Regions from separate parts of the Mus musculus genome. Here region 2 is linked to region 1. Evidence: chromatin contacts called from public Hi-C data. All regions are on one chromosome and are shown on one strand. The core of a region is the stretch at or near the end of the contact, and the rest is flanking DNA. Distances in the headings are between cores, read along the strand shown. Region 1 overlaps Ropn1l (ropporin 1-like). Region 2 overlaps Cmbl (carboxymethylenebutenolidase-like (Pseudomonas)).

Region 1 (7,890 bases), core at 1,863-4,362:
TGTTATTGTTCTTTAAATATAATGTAAGTGCCTTCTTGTTCAGAATTTCACCTTGGAGGCTATTGGCTAGTATGTACTTGAGTCTACAAAACTCCTATCCAAATCTGCCTTCCTAAGTCCAGAGATATAGCATTACAAGTGGACCTGAGCCAGCCTGCCTGGCCAGCAGTTCTGAGACCTGTGGGCCGCCTCAGTGAGGAAGGGCAATGGGTTTGTGTTACCCACACTGTCAGCTCTGGACAAGACAGATGGAATCAAGTATCATTCCAAATTCTACCAAACAGACTGCACCCACGAGCTGGCTCTGGAGGCACTGTGTAGCCTGTGCCCCTGGCTCAAGAAAGGCCCATTTGGCCCTCAGACCCCCAAAAGCCACAGAATGAGGCTACCTCTGCCAAATCCTCATGACCATATTGGCAACCCTCTAGTGGGCCATGTTGCAGGGTCCTCTGTAAAGTGACAGACCTGAGCAGATTCCAGAATGAAGGAGCTCCAGGCTCCTGGGAGGCCATAACACGGAGCCCTCTCTCCTCCCTGCATAAACTACTTCCCATTTTCTTACCTCCTTCTCCCTACCCAGGTCTCAGGATCCAGCCCAGCAGGCATGGAACTCAGAATCCTCCTGCCTCTGCCTCCAAATGGGGGACCACAGGCATGTGTCCCACTCCATCTATCTTCTGTACTTTGTTGACCAGGATTTGGAGACCAACCCGTCATCCCTGCCTTCCAACCATGAAGCTCCAGGGACCACATACCCTAAGGACCATCTTGAATCCCAGAGCCCTTGAAATCATTCATCTATCGCTAAGCTTTCTTGGTGTCTCTGTCCTGCCCCCATCCTTCCTTCAAGGCTCAACAGGGCTAGGGCAGTCCTGGGCTTTTCCTGAGGCCCTGATGTATGGAGAAAGAACTAAGACGTTGGTATATTCTTGGTAAGGCCAGGAATGGCCTGGGGACAGGGTCCTGGTGGGACTGTGGCTTTGGATCCTGAGAACCCCACTCTTCCCACCATGCAGTGTTATGATCGTCAGTCCCAAAGCTGGTGTGTGTACTTGGTCTCTGTGCCCTTGAGATAGGTATCCTGTGTTCCCTTTGTGCAACATTGATTAGCTGCTTGCTGACTTTGTCCCATTGTATAATAGCTTTTGCTGACAATGACCTTTTTTTTTTTTTTCAGGAAAACTGTAAGATGCTGCATCTCTTAATAAACTTGCTTACATGAGCCATCAGCTTGTGTAAGACTCCCTCCCCCACCCCTAATCCCAAACTTTCCTAGCTTCTCATGCCCTGGCCACTTCTCTCTTGGGAACCTGTCACCAAAGAATGATGTACTGGTCCAGATCACAGCTCTCTTTTTTCTCCTGCTTCCTCAAAGTCCCTGTGGCCCTGTGTGGGTGATGTGCCTCCTGTATCTAGACCTCTGTCTCTTCCCACCATCACTTCTGCTATCTTACTATACCTGACTAAAGTAATCCTGGCTATATTTTTAGCACATTCCATGAAGCAGAGTCCTTGAGAGACAAGCCCATTTTAGAAGGGACAGGAGAAGATGGAATGGCCTGGTGCACTCAGACACCATGTCTATTGGCATATGTCAAAGGGCTCTCTAATAGTCAGGGCTTATGAGTGGTCCAGTGATGGAAGAGAGGAAGTTAGCCATTTTTCTGAAAGGTTTAAGTATAGTGGGGGTGGGGGTGGGGGACATGATATACTGAAGGGTATCCCTCACAGAGTTATGGATATATCCTGACCCCTGGATTCCATGGTAGTGGTCTTTAGAAAGAGGGTAATCAAGAGATGGGGCCAAAGACATTTCTCAGTGGATAATGGCTCTTGCCTTGGAGCCCAACAGCTCAAGTTCCATCCTCAGAACCTACCTAGTAGAAGGAACTGACTCATGCTGTTTGTTCCTTAGTGTCTGAGCATGCGGGCGCCCAAATGCACCCACACACACAAATGTACACACACACACACATGCAATAAAAAATATTTTTTAAAGGGTGACAGAATCATTCTGCTAACCTCCATGGCCAGGGAAAATACAGAAAGGTCAAGTGACGACTACAGAGGCTGAAGTGGGAAGCCCCACCATCTGGCGCTGTGTCCTCACCCTCTTTCACAGGGAGCGTAGCCACCAATAGCTTGCTTTTGATAGGGGCCCTCAGGTAATGTGAGGGTAAATCCCTCATTTCCAACCAGAATGTTGAGGTGTTAGCTTGTTGCAGCAGCCACAGGAAACCATTGGGGGCCAGAAGACAGCCAGGCCTGGCCTTCCCAGTCTCCTGACAGTGTGTCCCCATCAGTAAGTACTGACTGAAATTCAGCTCCATGTCTACTGCTAACTCTGGGTTTGTCATTTTCCGTGGAGGTGACAAAGCACCCCACACTAGTCCATTACTAGAGAGGTTTGTTTGGTTTCTGGTTCTGGACACTGGCATTTCTGGCCAGGGTCTCCCTGGCTATGTTGCAGCATGGTGAAGAGAGGCACGTGCTGCAGTTTCACCTCATGGTCACCATCTCAGCACGCCTGCCATCCCAGAGCCTGGGGAGCTGAGGCAGGAGGATCATTTTTGTGACCAGCTTGTGCCTTGATGTACCTAGACCCTCTGACTAAACCAATACAAGAGACAACAGTGACAGTAGCCCCAGTACTCTGAGGACTAACTCTGTGATGCCATCTGAGATGGTTAGTTTGCTCAACTTGACACAATCAAGCTTCGTCTGGGAAGGGTCTCCTGGGGATGCTCTAGTTCAGGCTGGTCTGCGGGGATGTCTGTGGGGAGTGTCTTCATTACATTAACTGAGATGAGAAAACCCAACCCAGAAGTAGGCAACGCCACTCCCTGGGTTCATGTGGTAGAGATATACAGATACGCAGGTATCTCTGCAGATGTGACTGGCTGCTTCTGCATCCTGTCATCTTGATATCCTCCCTCCTGAATATGCTACTACCACTGGACAACAATTCCAGCACCCGAGCCTTCCTGAGACCACTCAGCTGAACATCTGGAGAGCAAACCAAGTTAAGTTCTTAAAACACAAAGTTTTCAAATGAACTCACCAGGCCTGGTGAGATGGATATGGGAGGCAAAGGCAGGAGGATAAAAGTTGTTAGTTCAAGGCTAGCCTGGGCTACATATTGACCAGGTCTTTCAGAGATACAAAGATCTTGTGTCCAAAAGATAGACAACAGCTCTCAGGGCCCTGCTTCCGTGCCTTGAAAACAGAAACACACTGCCTTATCAGATCACACACACACAGTTTCAGGCTCTGGATCCCCCACACACACCCCCACACACACACCCTGGAAATCACTTTGAACTGGGCCCTGCACCTCTGACACCCAGGGCTTAGCTTTCCTGTGGTGACGGCTCATTATGCAGTATGAACAGACAGGCCTTGGGAGTTACGCTCTGAGGGACCTGGCCCTGTGGTTTTCTCTCTGAAACATGAGTCTTCCAGTCTCAGAGCTCAGAGATATTTTCCAAAATTGATTTTATGAAGCACCTAGTGACTGGCCTGACATAGAGTTGTCTGAGCAAGCCTATGCATGCATGTAGTGGTCCTCCAGGTCAGGGGCTGGTGGTGGCTCAACACTACCACCAAGTTACGTTCCCAAACAAAACTGTTCTCTCTTACTCTACCCCAGCCCCACAACAACTCCGCTACATCTCGAGCAGTTCTTGGTAAGTTATAGTGCAAAGAGAGTATCTTGTGTATCGTATGGGTGCATCACCTGTCAGAAAGCCTTTGGCTTGGGCAGGAAAGAGAAGTGGGACATCAGAGAGAGAGAGAGAGAGAGAGAGAGAGAGAGAGAGAGAGCGAGCCAGGGATGGATGGATGATTCACCAGGAGTGTGTGATGGGAGGCATGCATGGTACCTGAGCACAGGTAACCAGTCACATGACAGAGTGTAGGCTAGAATAAATGGGGTATTTTAAGCTATTTCTAGGAAGAGAAGGGCCTAGACCAATGGCCATGGTATTTGTAAATATATTTGGAGTCGGTATCTTATTTCTGGGAGCATGAGGCTGGGAGGAAGAACCGGAAATAACATCAACATCATAGTTTTTTTTAAATATACACATTTCATCAAAATTAGAAAATTTTTTTCCAGCTGTGAATGCTCTTGTCACAGAAGCCCCCTTTGAGGGGAGGGGTTCTCGGCACTGAGGAGCCAAGAGTCTGTGTCTTGGCACTGAGGAGCCCAGTGTCTGTGTAGTCTTTCTTCTGGGCAGGAAAGGGCTGGACACTGAAAACTTCCCACCCACTCGGCTCCCTGCTCTCTCCACCTTTACAGTCCTTCCACAACGCAGTCAGCAGCAGTGACTGAGTGGTCCCGTGAGCACCCGCCACCCTACCATCCCTCTGAGAAAAACTCACAGACACAGGTAATGACAAGCTGTATTTGGCGCCAAGGTTTCTCCTAAGCATGGCTTCAACATTAAACAAGTATCAATGCTCTGCTTCCAGAGCTTTCTCTTCAAGGCTTTCTATATTATCTTTTTTCCAACGAAGAAGTCCGAAAGTCCTATCATGCCATTCTTTCTAGATTCTCTGGATGGGAAACAGACACACAGTCAGAAACATTGTTTATCTTCTACAGGACGCCATTTAACGAGATTATCTCAAACACTGGACACTTGGGTTTCGCCAGACTCCTGCCAACAAGCACCAGATCTGAGCAGGACAGCTCCATTTTCTCGTACAATGATGGATGTTTATTTGCAGGTAAAACATCTATGCTGTACGTCTAATCCCAGCACTCAGGCGGCCAGTCTGGTCTTCCTAGACCTCCAAAGCTACATAGAGAAACTCTGTCTTGAACAACCAATCAATAAACAATACAAGTGGTCCATGTTTGGGAACTACTTTATGCTGAGCAGTGATGCCAGCACACCATGGGTCTTGAGACAGAACGGGACCCCTCCAACCTTCCCGTGCCTCCCACTCACTCTAGCAGAGCGCTCTCTGTTGGTCACCCCAGCCCAGCTCTCTCCCACACATAGGCCGGAGGGAAACCAGGACTGCAGAGCCCACTGGGCTCTCTGCGCCTCAGCAGCTAGGAGAGATCATGTGAATGTCACTGCCCACAGAGGCATAGCTATCACGGGGATAGCAAATACTGTCAGAACCAAGCAGGCAGCAAGAGGGTGTTAGACGGATCAACTGTGGGGTGGGTAAACATATTCCCAATCGGCAGACATATACGCAACAGTTCCTTCTATTTTTTTTTTTTTTTAAAGAAAGAAACCTAATTAACAGGCTGACTCGGGAGGGGCAGGAGAGGCAGGCAGCCCAGGCAGCCTGGCCTTGGCTTCTGAGTGCTCACCACATGCCATTCCTCCTCCACCCAGAGCTGGTGCACTCAGAGCACCCAAGAGCACCGACTGGAAGGTCAATGGCTGTGCTTAGCCAGGCATCCAGTTACGGGGCAGCCAGGTCCATAGGCTTCCTTGAAGCACTACAGTGGGATTTTCCGAGGTGGGTGCTAATGAGGACCTGGTAGGACAAAGCTGAGATCCCCCTTGGCCATTTAGAGCCCTTATCTTCAGCTGCTCCCCTTTGAATACAAAACCTATCCCTATTCACGAGCCCTGCCCACCTCCCCACCCTCTCCCTGCCCCCAGCCACACACAGCAAGCCACCGACTGTACTTCTATCTCCCAGTCACTAGTGGTCTGGCATCTGTCAGCACCCTCCACAGCTGCCATGTTTGGTGTGGCAGTTGAGCCCCCTCTCCGCCACACATATGTGACATGGAGTCACACCTCCCCAGATAATCTTGGGAAGCATTAGGAAAGACCTAACCTAAACGACTACGAGCTTCCCACGTAGAAGCCACAGCCCTCTCAGACCAAGATGACAGGACTCTCACATCCACAGAGCACAGGAATAGAACATCTTAGAGGTGGGCACATCAGACCACTTACTAGAGAGGGAAGATACAGCCCAAGGCAGCCATGAGTGAGGTCAAGAGCGCCAGAGGCCCCTCACTCACTCTTACATTCTATCAGTGCCAACAGCACAAAGATAGTGTGTACATGTCACGTGCCAGTTCCTCAAGTCAACAACAGTGTGGGTAACACAGCATCCACGGGCTGCAGCAGGCTACCCACTGCTGCCAATTCATCTCTATGTTTCATGCGTTGGTGAGGTTAATTCCATCTGTGTCCTTTTTTAATGAGCTACTGTTTAAAACTCTGGCAGAATCAAGCTCTTCTTGTGACAGGACACATTTTTTCCATCTAAAGTCAAGGAAGATAGAATCTAAGTCCCCATCCTAGCAGGTATAGAGAGGACAAGCTGAGGGGCTGTGGCTCTGATTGGCAGCTCCCCTACAAGACTGTTGGCAACAAGGTAGCCATCTTTGCCTTCAACCAGGGACACGTTCTCAGCAGAGAGAGGCAGATGGAGGACATTCTCCAACTGTCAACACACCGGAAACCCACAGCGTACTGTACTTACGACATCAGTCTTAAACTGGTAAGATAGTTCTCGGTCTCCACGGCCGGGAGTTCTGGGTCCAGTCCAGACAAGTACTGGTAAACATAGGCAAAGGTTTCAAAGGGGATGCGAGCAGGCCCGCCCTCCGGGTCAGAGGTGAGGATCTCACACACGTTCTTCATGGCCGTGTTCAGGGTCTGGACAGGGAGAGGGAATGAAGATGGGACACAGTCAGTCTTGGAGTCACAGAGATACCAAGCCAACACCAGAGACAGAAACGCAAGTGTGCTCTGTAAACACTCTTCCGAGTGTGTTCTCCACCTAAGTGAAGGTCAAGTGGATACATAGCTCCCACCACATACAGCAAGAAGGATGGTTTGACCAGGATACAACAGAGCAGATACAGTGATTCACAGATGCTACACAGAAATGGGAATGACTGTCACAGACAAGATAAGCATATTATCTTGAATCATCAGCTCCTCCACGTGGTTCTGGGTTTGGAGTCTAGGGCCATTTAACCATGACCTTCAGTCAGTGCAGAAACAGACTCTTTGCCATGCCAAAGGACACAGGGAACTAGTGCCCACCTGAGCTGCCCCTGAAGAGAGCACGGTTGGCAGGAAAGATGGCCCCGTGCATCTGCCAATGTCCCTGCCACCCAGTCATCAACATCACTCATACTGAAGGCTTTAGGACTCTGTCAGGCCCAGGAAACTCCTCTATGACCTGTGAACCTCTGTCAGACCTGTCTACTGCTTGGCTCCCCAAGATGGCAACCTAACTCCACCTGCACCCCACCTTCCACCTGCAACTTGACCACTATCCTCAGCATACTCTCAAAGTCCATGCACAGGTCTCTGGTCTTTCTTGGAGGCCTGCAGAATAGCAACTAATGGACCGGGAACAAGGTTGCAGAGAAGCACTGTATGGCCAAGCCTCAAACACTTCCCTCTTACTTAATTAACCCTTGTTGAAAAAGAAAAAAGTCTATAATAGATTTCTACCTAAAAGATATACGGGAACCAAATTCCTTTCCTTTCTACTCTTCTGAGATAGCATAATGTCTTAGCTAGGGTTTCTATGCTGTGATTAAAACATGATCAAAAGAAACTTGGAGGAAGCTGGGCATGGTGGCACACGCCTTTAATCCCAGCACTCAGGAGGCAGAGGCAGGCGGATTTCTGAGTTCGAGGCCGGCCTGGTCTACAAAGTGAGTTCCAGGATAGCCAGGGCTATACAGAGAAACCCTGTCTCCAAAAACCAAAAAAAAAAAAAAAAAAAAAAAAAAAAAAAAAGAAAAGAAAAGAAAAAAAGAAACTTGGAGGAAAAGATTTCTTTTGTTTTGCTTACATTCCAAAGGAGTCAGGGCCAGGGTGGGGGACCTGGAGGCAGCTATTGACACAAAGGCATGAAGAGTTACAAGCTTGCATGCTCCTTCCA
Region 2 (7,890 bases), core at 2,669-5,168, 150 kb after region 1:
TACAGGGGGTCTGACACCATCTTCTGGCCTCTGCAGGAACCAGGTATGTACGTAGTACACACTCTGTATGCAGACAAACACTCATAAAAATAGATACTTTTTTGTTTAAAAGTGTGAGAGATAAAAGTGGTCAGTTACTTGTCAAGTTTTCTCTACAGTACAAGGTACTGAGACCTCAACCTGGCCTGTCAGGCTCGGGCCTTGGTGCTCTGCCTCCCTGTGCAGCAGAGGGACTTGTCTTGAGAGGACAGAGGCAGGACTTCACACTGGAGTTCATTCATGTTGTTCTTCTAAAAGCCAAGTCAGGATGGATGGAGCTAGGGCCACAGTCTCCCAAAGTAACGAGCTACCCGTGGCTGTGTTTTAAGGAACCCTCTGCTGCACTGCCAAGGCTCAGTTTGTTTGAGAGTAAGTAAAGTTACTAGGATTAGTGATGTCCATGATTTCCAGACTGAGTTGCCCATTGCTGGGTGAGCTATCATTTGATCTTTTATATGATGTGTGTGTGTGTGTGTGTGTGTGTGTGTGTGTGTATACAATGACATATATATGTGCGTATGATTGAAGGTTCGTGTTCACCGTTGTGAGCATTTAGAGGTCAGAGGACAACCTCAGGCATTAGCCTTTACTTGTTTACTCTTCCCGTAGCCTGTTCTAGAACCTGCTATGGACCTTACTCTTGGGGCAGGAAACTGTTTGCCAGCTTGTGCAGACAATGGACCGTATTACTCGATCACAGTGATGAGTGTGCCCTCAGGGGTGCCCTTTGGCCAAAGCCAGTGTTTAAGACCAAGAAAGTCCTGGACTGGCTGAGAAGACCAACTAAGTTCATCGAGGCAGGACCTTTGACAGGACACACCCTTTGCCCATAGGTCTAGTTTTCCCTCCTTCTTCACTGGAATCACTCTTAAGAAGTGTCCCTGCTGATGGTCCTCTCACTTGCTAGAGCAGGGTCACACCAGAACTGCTGGAAGCTATGTACTTGCAGTTGTGGAATCTGAGGCAATGTGGCCTGCAGCAGATGACCTCTGTCGCAACAAAGGATGGCCTTCGTGGCCAAGGCTTTCCCTTCCCTCTGCCTAGAATTGGCAACTCAACATGGTATCTAATAAACCAGGACACTGAGTCCAGGTGACTCAAAGGTTGATTCACGCCCATATTTTACAGAACTATTGTCCCAGACTTCTTTGTGGGTCAAGAGCCATGGGACCCAGCTGGTGACTGGTCCACCTTCCCCGCGTGGTTGAAATCAAGAAATGCCAGAAAAGTCAATCGGTAAGTTTCCAAGAGGCTTGGTTTTGTACTGGATGTAGCCCAGGGAGGGAACAGACAAGCTGAGCTCCTGCCTTCCCTCTCTCCCTCTCCCTCCCCCACCATGACTTCACTTGGCTCTAGATGAAGTCCTTCCAACAGCATGATGGGAAAGAGTTTTGGTCCAGCACACTATAGGATGGAGGCTGATACATGCTCTTTGCCACACTGCCCCAGCAAGCACAGCTGCTCATTTCCTTAGAAGTGATGAATTCAAAGTCCTGTGTCCACCTAAGTCCTTGGTTGCAAGTGATAGAACACCTATCCCAAGTGGATCAGCAGTTAAAAGAGATATTGATTTATAGAACCAAAGAAAGTAGTTTGGGATCAAGTGGGAAGTGGCCCAGCTCTCATCTGTCCATCACAGCTCTGCCCCACTTCCTGTATGCTGGCTTCATCCTCAGGAAAGTCCCCACCTCAGCGGCAGCCCATTGGTCCATAGCCTCTCTCCCAGCAACCTGGAGAGCATCATCCCCCACCCCGTTGGCTCTGTAGTCCATCCTGAAAACTCATTCTGATGAGGAGATTGCTCTTCTCTGATTGGTTAGCTATAAGCTTCTCTGATTGGTCAGCTACAAGCTGCAGAGATTTAGTTTACCCCAAATTCTACATTCTACCATGAACTTGTTGCTATTGTTGTTGTTTTTTATAGTAACAGAACAAAGACAGATTCAAAATCAAGACACTTTCCAAAGACATTGGTGGAAACATTAATTGGGCGGTTGCAGCAGAGTAATCTCAGCTATGAGACCCAGATGTGATCTGATAGCATTCTTAGATCTTTGATTGGTGGAGTACACAATTTTGTTGAGTTGATACATTCCAAAGGTTTTTTTTTTTCTCTTTTAATCTACTTATCAGGGTGATAGGTTTGACTTTATCTGCTAATTACAGGAGTTCGAGCCAACACACAGGGGCAAAGAATGGCTCACTAATGGGCTAAAGGTAGCTCAAGATAAACTGTGATCGGGCTCCAGACCTGCAACATCCCAGACTCCTTATAGCCACTGAGTTTTAAGCAGTCAGTGAGCCTTGATGTCACAGCTCCTTTCTAGGAAATTCTGGCTCTCACCACCAGAGAAATCACAAACATCAAGTACTATTCACTGAGACATTCCAGTTACCAGCGACCCTGAGGGTCCGCCCGGGCAGCTCTGTCTGCAATGCCTTTCTCTTTCTGTTCTAGGGAGGTTGATGCTGTCTTGAGGTATCTGAGACAACAGTGTCATGCTCAGAAGATTGGCATTGTGGGCTTCTGCTGGGGGGGTGTTGTGGTGCACCAAGTGATGACGGCATACCCGGACATCAGGGCGGGGGTGTCTGTCTATGGTAAGTGCCCAGCACATTTTACTCAGGGAAAGCAGGGGAAGGTTGAGTGACAGGCTTCTCCCACATGCTGCAATACAAAACCCGATGGCGTGTGGTAAACCAGCTTAGCATGGTTTTCAGAATCTAAAAATAGAGCTGGGGAGATGGCTCTGTCAGTATAGCTCTTGTCTTGCAAGTGTGAGATGCTGAATTTGGTCCCCAGAATTCATGCTAAGAGAGAAAGGGACAGGTGATATTCTGGGCTTTACTGGTCACTTTGCCTAGCCTACTTGATAAGTTCTAGATCCTGTCTCAAAAATCTAGGTGGAAAGGCTCCCTTAGGAACATGTCCAAGGTTGTCATCTGACCTCTCATGTGTATGTGCACCCGTTCACAAGTCTGTGCGTACTCATGTGCGCGTGCGCGTGCGCACACACACACATACACACTCACGCATGCAAACCACAAACAGCAACTTTAACTTTCTTTTTAATTAGCAGATTTTTGTTTTTGTTTTCGAGACAGGGTTTCTCTGTGTAGCCCTGGCTGTCCTGGAACTCACTCTGCAGAGCAGGCTGGCCTCGAACTCAGAAATCCACCTGCCTCTGCCTCCCGAGTCTGGTATGGGCATGCATGTCATGCCCATGTGTGTGCCCTGGTGCTTACAAAGGCCAGCAGAGGTTGTCAGATCCCCTGTGCTTAATGTTGTGAGTCGCGATGTGGGTGCTGGGAATTGAATATGGGTCCTCTGGAAGAGGAGCCAGTGCTCCTACCTGCTGAGCCATCTCTTCAGCCCCAACATTTACATTTTAGCCAACAGGAAACAAAGTTGTTTTTACTATGAGATAAGAACCCTTTATCGGTTGACAGAAACAGCACACTGAATGTACAATTCAAAAGCATCCAGACTAAAATATGCCAAAAACAAATATAGGAAAGTTGACTGCTCTTTCAAAGTTACACATTCACAAGCTGTTTCTATCTGGCGCTTGAACTCCCGGACATGGTGTTTCATCTTCTATTAGCACTAAGGAAAAAAAACAAAACAAAACAAAATATTTTCTTACACAAAAGGAGATAAAGTGAGGCATGGTACTTGTGACCCCAGTACTTGGGAGGCTGAAGCAGAATTGAAAAGTTTGGGCCAGCATGAGCTACATAGTGAGAGCTAGTCTTACATAAAACAAATGCAATAAATCACTAGTACGAGACCAGCCAATTTTCAGGCCAATGGTGTCTATGGGTAAATTAAAAGGTGGTCCTGGATGCATGCCTTTCTAGCGCCACCTGCTGGCTGCTGCTGTGCATGTGAGTGGCAGGTTATGGCAGGAAAAAGAGACATCCACTGAATGTCCAGACCTATTATCTGGCTTTGTCAGAGTTGTGCAGGGAGGACTGATATCCCTTCAATGGCTCGACGTCTTCTGGAGAGGAGTCACAGGGAGGAGAGACACTGTGTGTTACTTAGCTCTGCTCTCACAGTGGCAGGAAGCAGGAAAAAAGTTGTTTTTCCTTTCATCTTTTAAAATCATTGATCATGTGTGCCTGCACACAACAATGCCTGTGTGGAAGCCAGAGAACAACTTGATGTGGGTTCTGGGATCAGGCTTGTGGGGCAAGTGAGCCAGCTCACTAGTCCTTTCCTGCCCATTCTCCCAACAGAGCATGGACTTGCCTTTTTCCAACCAAAGGCACCAGTGGGCTGCCCTAAGCCTGGCAGAACAATACTTTGCACAAATTAACCTTTAGGATGTTCAGGCAAGGATGAGCAATAAAACATATACAATAACCTGTAGACACGTAGACCCTGTCTCTTTGGGGTCCTGTTTGAATAATAACTTGGTCCAATGGTTGTTCTTCTTATAAAACTGTCTAAAAATTAAAAAAAAGGAAAAAAGAAAAAAAAAAAGGTTGGGCAGTGGTGGCACACGCCTGTAATCCCAGCACTTGGGAGGCAGAGGCAGGCGGATTTCTGAGTTTGCGGCCAGCCTGGTCTACAGAGTTCCAGGACAGCCAGGACTGCACAGAGAAACCTTGTCTCAAAAAACCAAAATCAAAAAACCAACCAACCAACCAAACAAACCAAAAAAACGGTCTAGTTTACTGAACATGTGGGGTCCCTGTAGAAAGTTCTAGAGTGGTGGTTTGAAAAACGACCTGATGTATAAAGCCATCTCAGGAGAGAGCAGCATCAAGTTTATTGGCCTGGTTCCTGTTGAACAGGATGCAGAGTAAAAAGATCTGGTTAAATCGGTTGCACATTCTCAGAATCTCATAGGCTAGGCTTCTGTGGGCTTACTAAAAATAACAATACACACACATCTGGGGAGATGGCTAAGGCAGTGAAGTGTTGGCCACCTATCCATGGAGACCTGCATTCAGATCCCTAGCATCTGCATGAAAATCTGCTATGTGTGTGTGTGTCAGGCTTTGCACATGTCACCCCAGGACTGGGCTGGTGGAGACAGATGGGTTCCTCAAGTTCCCTGGCCAGCCAGTGTGCAGAAATCCCTGAGCTCAAAGCTCAATGAGATCCTATGGTGAAAACGAGGAGTGACTTTAAGATACCTGGCCTCCACACTCACAGACACAGGTGCACTAGACCCCATGTGGGCATGCACAAGAAAGCATGCATACCACTTCCACCCCTAACACATGGAAGCAGGTCTCTGACCACATGGTCTACTTTGCAAAACCATACCGAATTCAGGCAGCTTTCTGCAGAAGTCAATGCCCCTCAACTCTTTCTAGGTATCATCAGAGATTCTGAAGATGTTTATAATTTGAAGAACCCAACGTTGTTTATTTTTGCAGAAAATGACACTGTGATTCCACTTGAGCAGGTGAGTAGGCAGCCCTTCATTTGCATATCTAATTGCATAGCATGACATCTTTAGAGAAAGTTTTTTTTTTTTTTAAGATTTATTTATTGGTTATATGTAAGTACACTGTAGCTGTCTTCAGACACTCCAGAAGAGGGAGTCAGATCTCGTTATGGATGGTTGTGAGCCACCATGTGGTTGCTGGGATTTGAACTCCAGACCTTCGGAAGAGCAGTCGGGTGCTCTTACCCACTGAGCCATCTCACCAGCCCGAGAAAGTTTTTTTGTTGTTGCTTTTTTGAGACATGGTTTCTCTGTGTACCCCCTGGCTGTCCTGGAACTCACTCTGTAGACCAGGCTGGCCTTGAAATCAGAAATCTGCCTGCCTCTGCCTTCCAAGTGCTGGGATTACAGGGGTGCGCCACCACTGCCTGGCCGAGAAAGTTTTTAAGAACTAGTTTATTGGTTTTCCAATGATGAACATTTACTGATGGAACTTAAGCCCCGAATGGATCTGTTCAGAATGGCAGCTGAAGGATGTATGTGTTCCTGGTACAGCCTGTTCACTGTGAATGGTTTCCATGGTAATCCACCAGTTACCATAGCCTGAGATGGATTTATTAAGCACAGGAAGATGGTTAGGAAAGTCTAAGTTAAAAGTGGCCATTTGTCAATAAGTCTTAACTAAGATCTCAATACAAATAATTTGCAATAGTCCTAAACTTAAAATCATTTGGTTTGCTTTACTATGGATAATAGTAACACACAGCAGGCCAAGTTTGAATTTGGATCTTTTTCTGGTCTAGTCACCCATGTGTATGGTCTCCGGTTGATAGCTGGGGCAAAGTGCATCTCCCCAGTAGCCCCATAGTCACTAGGGAAATGAGCAATGGTCTCAAAGGGCTGTGCTTGGCTAAGCTAGGATGGTCAGTAGGGCAGCTACAGTGAAAGCCTACCCCACCCTGTGCTGCGGAGGATGGAAGCTTCAAGCATGCCAAGAATGTGTTTTTCTCAGACAAGGATCTCATTATGCAGACCATGCTGGCCTCAGAGATCTGCCTTTCAACTGCAGGCGTTAAAAATGTACGCCACCACGACTTATAAAATTCTGACCTACGGTAGATGTTGGGTCTCAGCTCGTGTAAATCCAAGAGCTTCTAGGGCTGATATGGAGGAGCCATTACGATGCTCTGCAACTCCTCAAAGTGGCCAGGAACTGTTAAAGACAACTCAATGGCTGTGGAGCCTGTTCACTGTCAACTATTGCAATAGGACTCCTTCTCAGTGCAGTGGTGGATGCCATCCACCAGCACTTGGAGGGAAAATAGGAAGCCAGCTCAGTTTACATATTGAGTAAATTCTAGACACCTAGGGCTTTGTAGAGACCAAAGGGCTAAGGTCACATTACCCTCACATTTTTATATATCAACCCCCTCCCATATTAGGTTTCTACACTGACCCAGAAGCTTAAAGAACACTGCATAGTTAATTACCAAGTTAAAACGTTTTCTGGGCAAACTCATGGCTTTGTGCATCGGAAGAGAGAAGACTGCTCCCCTGCTGACAAGCCCTACATCGAGGAGGCAAGGAGGAACCTAATTGAATGGCTGAACAAGTATGTCTAACAGCACCCAAGCACAAGGCAGCTGTTGCCCAAATTTGCCTGAATAATTAACCATCTCTTACTATCCATGATAGCATGACTGTTAGGGGAACTGGGGGCAATTCAGGGACCAGCTAGATTCTCAGATATGGCCTTACATTGGTAATTCAAGTGTTAAAATGTACAAAACCAGGAAGAGCAGTTGTCACTATGTATATTCAACTTCCCCTAATGAGCAGTGTCGACATTCAACCTAATAAAGTGATTTTTAAAACTTGTGAATGCGTAGCTTCACTTTTAAACACTTGTGTCTACATGCCTTTGTGGAGGTCAGAGTTTAACTTGTGGCAATCTTTCCACCACATGGGTCTGAGAAATCACGGGTTACGGGGGCTTGGCGGCACCCCCACCCTGAAGCACCCTGGAGAACAGAAAATGTAAGATTATCATCCTGCTGTGTCCATCAAATTGGTGGAGTGGGAGCAGACTGCACTGCCAAGGAAGGGCCTCCAGACTTAATCAGCTAAGTTCTACTTTTCACAGGATCCACCAAGACAGGTAATTGCTAGGCTGCATGGGCTCTGACCTCCAAGGCAGGCTCAAATTATGACATCCAGCCAAAAAGGTACGTATGCTTCAATTGCTCTCTGAGCATATGCCCAAAGCACAGAACTGTCCAAGCCAGTTCTGACTGGCACCTGAGCTAACTGGCCATTGTCCGAAACTTGGGAGGAACAAGAGGATTCAGTCTCTAGCACTGGTTCCATCAGCCAAGCAGGTGCTGGTGTACTGGTGTACTGTCAACTGTGAAGTAAAACCAGACACCGAGACACCTGAGCTGCTAAA

What was found. Hi-C and Micro-C count contacts between places; a contact is called where the count stands out from the background.
Region 2: a contact with region 1 is called in a Hi-C map of the G1E-ER4 cell line, with 5 times the contacts expected there. The contact joins two enhancer-like sites. A contact is called at or near these places in 2 of 15 datasets of contacts at CTCF or cohesin (large pre-B cells and pro-B cells), 47 of 484 Hi-C or Micro-C datasets (8-cell embryo, B cells, the C2C12 cell line and 24 more), 8 of 115 datasets of contacts at active chromatin or transcription factors (embryonic stem cells, extraembryonic endoderm stem cells, fetal liver and 2 more) and 4 of 9 other capture datasets (adipose tissue, embryonic stem cells, liver and 1 more).

Annotation. Positions count from the first base shown.
Region 1 is chr15:31,436,824-31,444,713 of GRCm38.p6, forward strand. Ropn1l (ropporin 1-like) reads right to left here. Exons shown (of 5, transcript NM_145852.2): 4 at 6,469-6,644; 5 at 4,387-4,557. The coding sequence ends at 4,494. Among named protein-coding and RNA genes, the nearest start is that of Gm49208, 13 kb to the right of the region's middle. Within about 2 kb of position 3,113, at least 3 of the 459 cell types and tissues checked have an H3K27ac peak or open chromatin away from gene starts, as enhancers often do. A contact at or near this core is called in the G1E-ER4 cell line, where this site is marked.
Region 2 is chr15:31,582,798-31,590,687 of GRCm38.p6, forward strand. Cmbl (carboxymethylenebutenolidase-like (Pseudomonas)) reads left to right here. Exons shown (of 6, transcript NM_181588.4): 3 at 1,168-1,275; 4 at 2,498-2,640; 5 at 5,371-5,462; 6 at 6,887-7,322. The coding sequence ends at 7,066. Among named protein-coding and RNA genes, the nearest start is that of Cct5, 15 kb to the right of the region's middle. Within about 2 kb of position 3,919, at least 43 of the 459 cell types and tissues checked have an H3K27ac peak or open chromatin away from gene starts, as enhancers often do. A contact at or near this core is called in the G1E-ER4 cell line, where this site is marked.